3 separate regions of the Sus scrofa genome follow, and all the other regions are linked to region 1. A link is a contact called in public Hi-C data. All regions are on one chromosome and are shown on one strand. Each heading gives the region's core, a stretch centred on a gene start, on an enhancer-like site or on the middle of the called end of the contact. The rest is flanking DNA. Distances are from core to core; before and after follow the strand shown. Region 1 holds the start of HSPBP1 (hsp70-binding protein 1). Region 2 has its middle 9.0 kb from the start of UBE2S. Region 3 holds the start of TMEM238 (transmembrane protein 238).

Region 1 (3,103 bases), core at 205-2,704:
TCATCTAGGCTACCATTCTATCACAGGTATAAAAATGTCATGTCATATACAATGACATGTTATATGTACATACATATTATATGGTATGATGTATAATAATATATGTAAATAGTATTGTAGATAGAGGGACTTGTACGTCAGTGTACATAGTATATATATATAGTAGGCTGGATACTGGGCCCCCAAAGATGTCCACATCCTAATTTCTAGAACATGCAAATATGTTGCCTTACATATTCATAGCAAAAGGGACGTGGCAGGTGTGACTGAGTTGAAAGTCTTAGATGGGAGAGCATCCTGGTTCCTTGGGTGGGTCCTACATGTCATCCCAAGAGTTCTTATCATGGGGAGGCAGGAGGATCAGAGGCAGAGGAGGAGATGGGACAGGGAAAGAAACAAGCTGAAATGCTGCGACCACAATCCAAGGAATGTGGGCAGCCTCTAAAAGCTGGAAAAAGCAAGGAAACAGAGGGTCCCTGGAGCCCCCAGGAGGAACACAATCCCCCTGATACCTTGGTTTTTAACTCAGTGAGACTCATTTGGGGCTTCTGACCTCCAGAACTGTAAGCTAATAAATCTGCGTTGTTGTAAGCCACCAAGTTTTTGGTAATTTGTTAAGAGCAACAATAGGAAAGGGATACAATAAAGTACACAGGGGCCTAGACCCACGTCAGATAGCTAGGCTTCTCAGTGCTACAAACCACAACAAACAACACACACACACAGCTTGTACACTGGTCTTTCCATCTCTGTCCAAAAGAGCACCTGGCATGTTGCAGACCTAGCCAAGGGCTCAATATACCTGTGACCGTAGGTCACAAGATAAGTACAGCCTTTCCTCGAGGGGAAGGGTCTCTTACGGAAGACCACAACTAGGATTCGCTTAAGATCACCCCAAAGGAAACACCTCCAAAGGCCAGGCACATTCCCAGACCTGAGCCCCAAATCTGGTGCAGGGAGGCCTCAAGCGGCCTAAACCACCTTGCGTGGGCATTTACTTCAGGCTTCAACGATCCCCTCCTCTGCACCTGGGCAGGACCCAGAGAAGATTCCACCAGGCAGATGTTGGGTAATAAGCACCGGCACAGGTAGTGCTGCAGTGTGGAGAATGCCTCCTTTGACGAATGGGGAAACTGAGGCCAGGAGACGGGTGGGGTTGGGTGCCTGGGTCAGGTTATTAGTGGTGCGACCCCAGGGCTCCAGTAAAAGACGTGGTGGGGTCCTAGATGGAAGAGAAAAGCCCTTGCTGATGCGGGGCACGCTCAGCGAGAATGGGGCGGGGCCAAGAAGTGGGCGGGGCTTGACGGGGGAACGGCCGGCAAACCGGCACGGGGGCGGGGCTCACCTGGGAGAGGCCGAAAGGCCTGGAACAGGGGCGGAGCCTGAAGCGGGCGGAGAGGGACCAGTTTAGAACTCGGGCTGGGTGTGGACGCGTTTGGGCCTAGGCAGAGCCAGGCCGGGGGGCGGGGCCTACACTAGGGCAGGGGCTTGCAATGAGCATGGGGAGGTGGGGCTCGCTAAGGGCGGGATCCGGGCCGGGGGCGGGCCTTAGGCCAGAGCGGGAGCACGAGGGGCGCGGCCTAGGTGAGGGGCTGGGCGGAGCGCAGTATCCCGCCAGTTAGGAAGGACTTCGGAGCTGGGCGAGGCCTCCTCACGCCTAGTTAAGGCCCTAAGTGGGGTGTCTGCGCCGGGAACTTCCGGGCGAGATTTGCGTATTTCCTGTCAATATGGCGGCGCCCATTGTAGTCAGGTGCGGGCGACTCTGTCTTTAGTAGCGGCGGCGACACGAGGCCCGGGGAGGTGAGGTCCGCCCCGCTCTGGCTCCCCTCTTTCGGAGAAGAGGGAGGAGACTTGTTGCCAAGAAAACCAAAGGGAGGCCTGGTTGCTATGAGGGCTGGGCAGTGGGGTTGCTAAGAGACGGGAACGCCTGCGGTGAAGATGGGGGAGGGGGTTGCTAGAGAGAGTGGGTGGGGCCTGTTGCTAGGGACGAAGGAGGGGCTTGTGACTTTGGGGAAGGGTCTCGCCGGTGTGAAGGAAGGAATGGGGGCTGTGGTTAAAGGGCATGTGGACAGAGTGGTTTGGGGTCGCGGAGGGCCGCCGAGCTCCCCTAAAACGCCACCTTCTCAGCAGACCTCCAGGAGTCGACCGGTCAGGAAGCCCGCGCTACCTCAGCGGTGACCATCCCCTACCCCAGCACATTCGTCCCTTCTTCGCAAACAGCCCATGGCGGACCAAGGCTCTGGGGGCAGCCGCCTTCCCCTGGCGCTGCCCCCAGCCTCTCAGGGTTGCTCGTCAGGGGGCAGCGGCTCCTCTGCTGGGGGCTCGGGCAACCCCCCACCCCCGCGAAACCTCCAAGGTCTGCTGCAGATGGCCATCACGGCGGGCTCTGAAGAGCCAGACCCACCTCCAGAACCCATGAGTGAGGAGGTAAAGGGGGGGGACCCAAGAAGCCGGGGTGAGGGGTGTGCGGACCGAGATATCTTGGGGAGGGAGTCCCGAGAGGGTCGGGAGGCCAGGTGTGAAGGCAGAGTAGCCTCCTTGTGCTTGATGGGGTTATTGTAGACTGAAGGTCTGATCCCTGGATCCCTGCACTGTGCAGGGAGGCAGAGTAGCCTCGTGGTAAAAAGAAGAGGCAAGGGTTCCGCAGACAGACCTGGATTCAGCATTTTATGGCTGTGTGACCTTGGGTATGTCCCTTCATCTTTCTGAGCCCCAAGTTCTTTATTTGCAAGTTGATGCTGACAGTTAGAATACCAGTGGTACTTCACTGAGTAGTTCCGAAGTTCCAGTTGAAGCAGGGCTGCATGCAGTGCCAGGCACATAGGCAGTGCTCCTGGAGGCAGCAGGATAGTCTCATTAAGAGCACAGGTTGTGGGAGTTCCTGCTGTGGTGAGGTGGGTTAAGAATCTGACTGCAGCAGCTCAGGTCGCTGGTTAAAGGATCTGGTGTTGCCACAGGCATAGGTCACAGCTGTGGCCATGATTCAGTTCCAGGCCTGGGACTTCCATATGCTGCGAGTACCACCATTAAAAAACCAAACCAAACCAAAGAACAGAACACAGGCTCTGTGGACAGTACGCTTAGGTTTGACTTAAGGCTCTGT
Region 2 (3,103 bases), core at 226-2,725, 120 kb before region 1:
GCTGTGTCTGAACCAAACACTGAGCACGGCAGCCTGACTGAGTGGACACACAAAAACTAACCCTCCTTGCAGGGAACTGCTTGCTGGAGGAAGGAGTGTGGCTGGAAAAGCCTCCCACCCTTCGGTGCAGTCCAGTGCTCACCGCTGGCTAGATTTCACCTGCTCATGTTCATTTGTTTGACTGTAGATTAAAGGGGCGGGAGGGGCGGGCAGCTTCCAGTGCTGGTGTTAGGATCACTTCTGAAATGCCCTGCCTGGTGCCTGTGAGGGTGGTTTGCCTATTCTTAGAAATCGCCACTCTCTGCTGGAGGCTTTGTCCGCAGGTAACTGGGGAGGGTGGTGATGCCAAGTGTCTAACTATAGGATCACCGAGCACTCAGAGATTCTCCTCCTGGGCAGATAGCAGGACCCTGCTTCCCCGCCTCCTGGACGTTAGACACACCTCTGTGATGGGCCTGACATGTGAGCAGAACTGCCTTTGCAGGCAGAAGCTTCTGAGAGCCAGTGAGTAAATTCCCATGCTGTCCCCCTACCCCGTGCCCCCTCCCGCCATGGTCATGGGCAATACCTCACATGAGAGCTGCTCTTCCTAGGCTGGGTTCCAGACAGATCAACCAGGACTGGGAATGAGAGTCATGCCAAACAGGGGCCTCCGCCAACCCTCGAGTGAGAAACAAACCCATGTTGCTTTAACAACTGGGGCCTTAGGGCTGCTTGTTACTGCAGGAGAGGGCGGCCTCTTTGGGCTGATGCACGTTGCTGGCTGATGGCGAGAGGCACTGCATGGCTGGGGGCTTTGTGCCCTACGCTCTTGAACTTCTGATTTGTGTGTATGTGTTACCTGGTTTTTAGAAATAGAATTTAAATTTTTTTTTGTCTTTTTTTTGTTGTTGTTGTTTTGTTGTTGTTGTTGTTGCTATTTCTTGGGCCGCTCCCGCGGCATATGGAGGTTCCCAGGCTAGGGGTTGAATCGGAGCTGTAGCCACCGGCCTACGCCAGAGCCACAGCAACACGGGATCCGAGCCACGTCTGCAACCTACACCACAGCTCACGGCAACGCCAGATCGTTAACCCACTGAGCAAGGGCAGGGATTGAACCCGAAACCTCATGGTTCCTAGTCGGATTTGTTAACCACTGCGCCACGACAGGAACTCCTAGAATTTAAATTTAAACATAAACGGCGCAGGCTTTGATGGGCATTCCTCTCAGGGGGCTGATGCCCAGGAGTGAGGTGATGGGGGAGACACAAGCCTCGTTCCTCTCCCATGCGGGGAGATTAGCTTCCACTCTGCTTTGTGATGCCAGGGCTTAAGCGGGTGTATTTTTCATTCAACATGGCCTCTACATGCCCATCCACTGCTTTGTTTCTGTTCAACCAAGGAAAAAATAGCCATCTGATCCATATGTACCCTGTCTTCGTTGGGCAATATTTGGCAGACGCATTTTCACCTTTGTAACCGGGCTTTGTAACCTAACACTTGCTCAATTCCTATCTCCTTTGGGTTGATAAATACAGCCTCTGAGCAGCTATTCTTAACCTTCCTTTGATGAGGCTGGCTCCCAAACTTCTGAAATCAATACTAGAGGTTATGTACACATGTCTTTTCTTTTTTTTTTTTTTTCTTTTTTGTCTTTTCGCCATTTCCTGGGCTGCTCCCTCGGCGTATGGAGGTTCCCAGGATAGGGGTCGAATCAGAGCCACAGCAAGGCGGGATCCAAGCCGCATCTGCGACCTACACCGCAGCTCACGGCAACGCCGGATCGTTAACCCACTGAGCAAGGGCAGGGATTGAACCCGAAACCTCATGGTTCCTAGTCGGATTCGTTAACCACTGCGCCATGACGGGGAACTCCCTTTTTTCCTTTTTTTTGTTTTGGCCTCACCCACAGCATGCAGAAGTGCCTGAGCCAGGGATTGAACCCACGCCACATCAGTGACAACCCCAGATCCTTAACCCTCTGCACCACAAGAGAAGTCCCTCTGCACTTCTTTTTAACATCATGTGTTTTGGGGGTAGTTTGTTCATTTGTTTTCATTTTTGGCCGCCCCACAGCATACACTGTTTCCAGGCCAGAGACCAGATCCAAGCCACGGTTGTGACCTATTGGGCAACTGTGGCAATGCTGGATCCTTTAACCCACTGTGCTGGGCTGGGGATCAAACCTACATCCTGGAGCTGCAAATTCGCTGCTGATCCCATTGCACCACAGTGGGAACTCCTGTTTGTTTGTTTTTTGGCCGCCTGGTGGCACATGGAGTTCCCAGGCCAGGGATCAGATCCAAGCCAAAGCCATGAGCTAAGCCACAGCTGTGGCAACACTGCATCCCTAAGCCACTGTGCTGGGCCAGGGATCACTCCTTCGACCCAGTGCTTCCAAGATGCTGCTGATCCCACTGAGCCACAGCAGGAACTCCTCTGTTTTTGTTTTTGTTTTTGTTTTTGTTTTTTGCCTGTCCACAGCATGCAGAAGTTCCTAGGCCAGGAATCAAACCCACACCACAGCAGAACCAGTGCCAGATTCTTAAATAACCTGCTGAGCCAGGAGGGAAATGCCTTTAACTTCATACCTTGACATAGTTTCAAACTTGGAGAAGAGTACAAGAATACGTCCAAGAACGCCTGCGCAACCTTCGTCAATTCATCAGTTGTTGAGGTTTCATCACACTGCTTTACAGTTTTCTTCCCATGTACATTTTTTCCTGAGACACTGGACAGTAAGTTGCCCCCAAGGGACATTTGGGAAGGACAAGGACATTCTCTTACACAGCTGCAGTACGGTCACCATCAAGAACTTCATACTGATGACACGCACCTTCACCCTGCGCCCGCTGTCCCGATGCGGCCTTTCGGAGCCCCTCTCCGTTCAGCCCCGGGTCCTCCAGGATCAGCCACGTCTGGTCACTTGGCCTCTCGAGGCTCCTCCAGCTTGAACAGCTCCTCAGTCTCTTTCCTGACTCTGGCTCTCTCATGGCATGGACACTGCCGTCCAGGCAGCAGCATGATTTTTAATCTAGTCCATACCACTGGACGCGTGGAGTTTTCCCAGTTTTCACTACTACAAACAACACTTTGAGGCGGGTCCTTCTGCACACCATGTGGA
Region 3 (3,103 bases), core at 238-2,737, 91 kb before region 1:
AAGAGCCAGCTTCCCAGGCAACTGTCCTGACCCCAAGAAACCTTAGTGCTGCTGCCCGACACTGAGAAACCATAGCTCCTCGCCCGTGTGGGGGGGTCTGTCGCCCGGCCGAGCCAGGGCAGATGCTTACCGGATCTCCGCTTCATCACCACCACGACCCCTTTGCCGTCCGCCGCCGGCTCCACGCCCACGGTCTTGTGGTGAATCAGCCCGTTGTAGCGGAAGGAGTTGCGGGCCTTCAGGTTATTGGGTTCCTGGGAAGCGGGACACATGGCGGTCGCGAAAGGGGCCAGGGCCCAGCGGTCGTAAAGGTCCCTCCCTCAGACCCAGGCGTCGGGGCCCCACTTACGGTGCTGTACGTCTGCTTGTTCCTCTTGATGAGGAAGCTGGAGCAGTTCCGCACCACCATCCATTGCAGGTGCGCGGACATAACGGCAGCTGCGGAGGAAGGGGCCCGGGAAATGTCAAGGGAGCAGCAGGCCGACGGTGAACAACAGGGGAAGGCCGCGTGTGGGGACCTGGGGAATGGGGGAACCGTGTGGGCCGAGAGCGCTTAGAAATCTGCCAGGCGGGGCTGGGCGGCCTAAGGTAGAGGAGCTGAACTTAGGCGGCCGAGACTACGAGCGACAAGAAAATGAAAATGCACAGCGACCTAGGGCGGCGGGGCTCGGGGGCAGCCAGGGAGGCGAGCGGCGCAGCGAGAGAGGCCAGGCAAGGGCACAGACCCACGGCGGCGGGCGCGAGACGGCCACGCGGGCGGACAAGAGGCCGCACCTCACCTCCTCTCCGTGCGGCGGCCGGAGACGGAAAGAGACACGCCGGGGGCGGAGCGACGCTTTTAATACCCACACGCATTTCCGCTTCCTCTCTGGGCACGCGCGTCGACTGTCCCCCGCCTCTCCCCTCCCGTCTCCGAACCAGCTCGGCAACGCTCGGCTATTTCCGCCAGCCCGTCGCAAAACCCTTCGGGGATTTTCGGAACTCTTCGGCTAGGGACCCGAGGGCGTGTTCTCGACGCGGAAGGGGACAGTTTGGATAGCCCTTCTTGTGTTGTCGGAAGCCCACGGCTGGGTTTCCGATTGTGTCCACCTCTAGAAGCCCCACGGCCCCTTCCTCAGCGGCCTCTTCCAATATTGCCACCCATTGCTGGCCACAGAATGGATGCTCAACTCAATAAATATTTGTTTTATGAAGGAACGTGAGAGTGCCTGAACTATTAAAACCTAGCTCTGCTCCATAGTCTTCGGGTGCTTCCAGTCTTCTTCGTAGGCCCTCGGCTATTCCCGAAGAAGGTAGTTAAGTAGTTTCGGACATTTTCGAAACTCTCCGGAAACGCTCTTCGGAGGGGCGGCCGCCTTCCCACTTATTGGCCCGTGCCCCTTCGGATCTGCTCGGAAACAGTCGATCTCCAATCGGCTACGTTCGGAACCCCTCGGCTAACTCCAGGAACCCCCTGTTATTTCCCCCTCCCCAGGGCCGTCTTAAAATTAAATCCAGAGCTATTTGAGTCTAGAGAGAAGCCTGACGGAACCTTCTCGCAGACTGTCTCCGCAGGGAACCGTGGATTTCCTCTTAAGGGCGAGTTGCGTTTGGAGGAAAAGATTTGTCTGGGAAAGCTCTTGGTTCCTTGAGGGTTTCCATACTTGTTTGCCCTGCCTCTTCCCTGTGCCCCGCGGCCTCCCCCATCCTCCTCCAGCCTGCCCCATGTCACCTGTTACACTTTATAGACGTTTGTTTTCTGTCGTCAGGGTCATCTTTAAGGAGCAGGAACCTTGCCTGATATATCTCTGTGTCTTCGGCCTGACCAGCACAGAGACTCCAAGGGAACAAAAGGAATGACAGTCCCTTGGCACCCCATTAGCGCGCTTTGATGTGATCATGTCCAGCAACTCCTCGAGGGGAGGGCAGGGACCTTGTCTGGTCCATCTCTCTGTGCACCTGGACTTCGCGAGTAATACATCCTGAGAGTCTAAAGACCCCAGGAGAAACCTGAGCCAACGGGAATGTTGGGGGTTACCCTCCTGCCTTCATCACGGAGCTCTGATCCGATGGTGGCGGCAGAGTTCCTGTGAGTGTCTGATCCGCCTTTGCGATCATTAATCATTCGCTCTGGGCCACACAGGAGGCCGGCAGTGACTGAGAGCAGCCTCAGCTCCACGGAGCCGTTTCCTTCCTTAAGGCACTCTGTTGACTCCCTGCCTCCCAGAGTTCCTTGAGGTTCAGGGCCTTGTCTGATCCTTCTTTTTCACCCCATCTGTTCCCACTGGTGCACCGGGGGCGGAGGCGCCTGGAGGTAGGCACTGAACAGAAACTATGCTCGGGCTCCCAGAGCGCCCTACGTTGCCTCCACTAGAACACCCTGAATTTTGACCATGCGCTGCTCCGAGTTCCTTGGGATACAGAGGCCGCACGCATCTTTGCGTCCCGCTGTTCCCAGCATAGGCTTCTGAAGGCCAGGTCCTGCCCAGAAAACACAGCTAGATCGCCTCCGGGCCAGGCCAGTCTGTACTGCTCAGGTGACCAGGCGGGAGCCGGGCACACCTGGCGCGGTCCCCTGACCCCGCCCCGGGCCGGGCCGCGCCCGGAACGCGGAAAGCTCTCGGTCGGAGCCAGCGGCGGCGGCGGCGGCGGAGCACGGCCATGGCGGCGGCGCCGGCGGTAGGCGCCTCGCAGGGGGCCCCGCCGGGCGCACCGTTCCCGCCGGCGGGCGCGCCGGTGCCCTCGTCCGGCCTGGGCCGCTGCCGGATGGCGCTGCTCCTCGCCGTGGCGCTGGACGTGGCGGGCATGGCGGCGCTGCTGACCGGCGTGTTCGCGCAGCTGCAGGTGCGCGGCCGGGACTTCGGCGACCTGCTCATCTACTCGGGCGCGCTGCTCGTCTTCCTGAGCCTGCTCGGCTGGATCCTCTGGTACACCGGCAACATCGAGATCTCGCGCCAGGAGCTCGAGCGCGACTACGGCCTGCGGCCCTCGGCGCTCGCCCGCCTCGCGCGAAAGCTCTCCCGCCGCTGGTCGGCGCCAGCTTCCTCCGCGGCGGGCCGGCGCGCCGCGCCCGGCTCCCGGGGAGCGCGCCGCGCCGCCCGCACGCCCCCGCCGCCGGCCGCCG

Evidence for each region. Hi-C and Micro-C count contacts between places; a contact is called where the count stands out from the background.
Region 2: a Hi-C map of liver shows a contact between it and region 1, with 3 times the contacts expected there. The contact joins the enhancer-like site here to the promoter of HSPBP1 in region 1. A contact is called at or near these places in 3 of 5 promoter capture datasets (fetal liver, fetal skeletal muscle and liver), 9 of 47 Hi-C or Micro-C datasets (blood, liver, mesenchymal stem cells and 5 more) and 1 of 2 datasets of contacts at active chromatin or transcription factors (skeletal muscle).
Region 3: a Hi-C map of liver shows a contact between it and region 1, with 7 times the contacts expected there. The contact joins the promoter of TMEM238 here to the promoter of HSPBP1 in region 1. A contact is called at or near these places in 1 of 5 promoter capture datasets (fetal liver), 6 of 47 Hi-C or Micro-C datasets (blood, embryonic fibroblasts, epiblast stem cells and 3 more) and 1 of 2 datasets of contacts at active chromatin or transcription factors (alveolar macrophages).

What each region holds. Positions count from the first base shown.
Region 1 is chr6:59,462,884-59,465,986 of Sscrofa11.1, reverse strand. HSPBP1 (hsp70-binding protein 1) reads left to right here and starts at 1,454. Exons shown (of 8, transcript XM_003127468.5): 1 at 1,454-1,800; 2 at 2,131-2,427. The coding sequence starts at 2,224.
Region 2 is chr6:59,577,978-59,581,080 of Sscrofa11.1, reverse strand. No RefSeq gene overlaps it. Among named protein-coding and RNA genes, the nearest start is that of UBE2S, 9.0 kb to the right of the region's middle. Within about 2 kb of position 1,475, at least 3 of the 83 cell types and tissues checked have an H3K27ac peak or open chromatin away from gene starts, as enhancers often do. A contact at or near this core is called in liver, where this site is marked.
Region 3 is chr6:59,554,397-59,557,499 of Sscrofa11.1, reverse strand. TMEM238 (transmembrane protein 238) reads left to right here and starts at 1,487. Exons shown (of 2, transcript XM_021095016.1): 1 at 1,487-3,103. The coding sequence starts at 2,641. It overlaps RPL28 (60S ribosomal protein L28), which reads right to left and starts at 914. Exons shown (of 5, transcript XM_021095010.1): 1 at 780-914; 2 at 350-438; 3 at 131-254. The coding sequence starts at 855.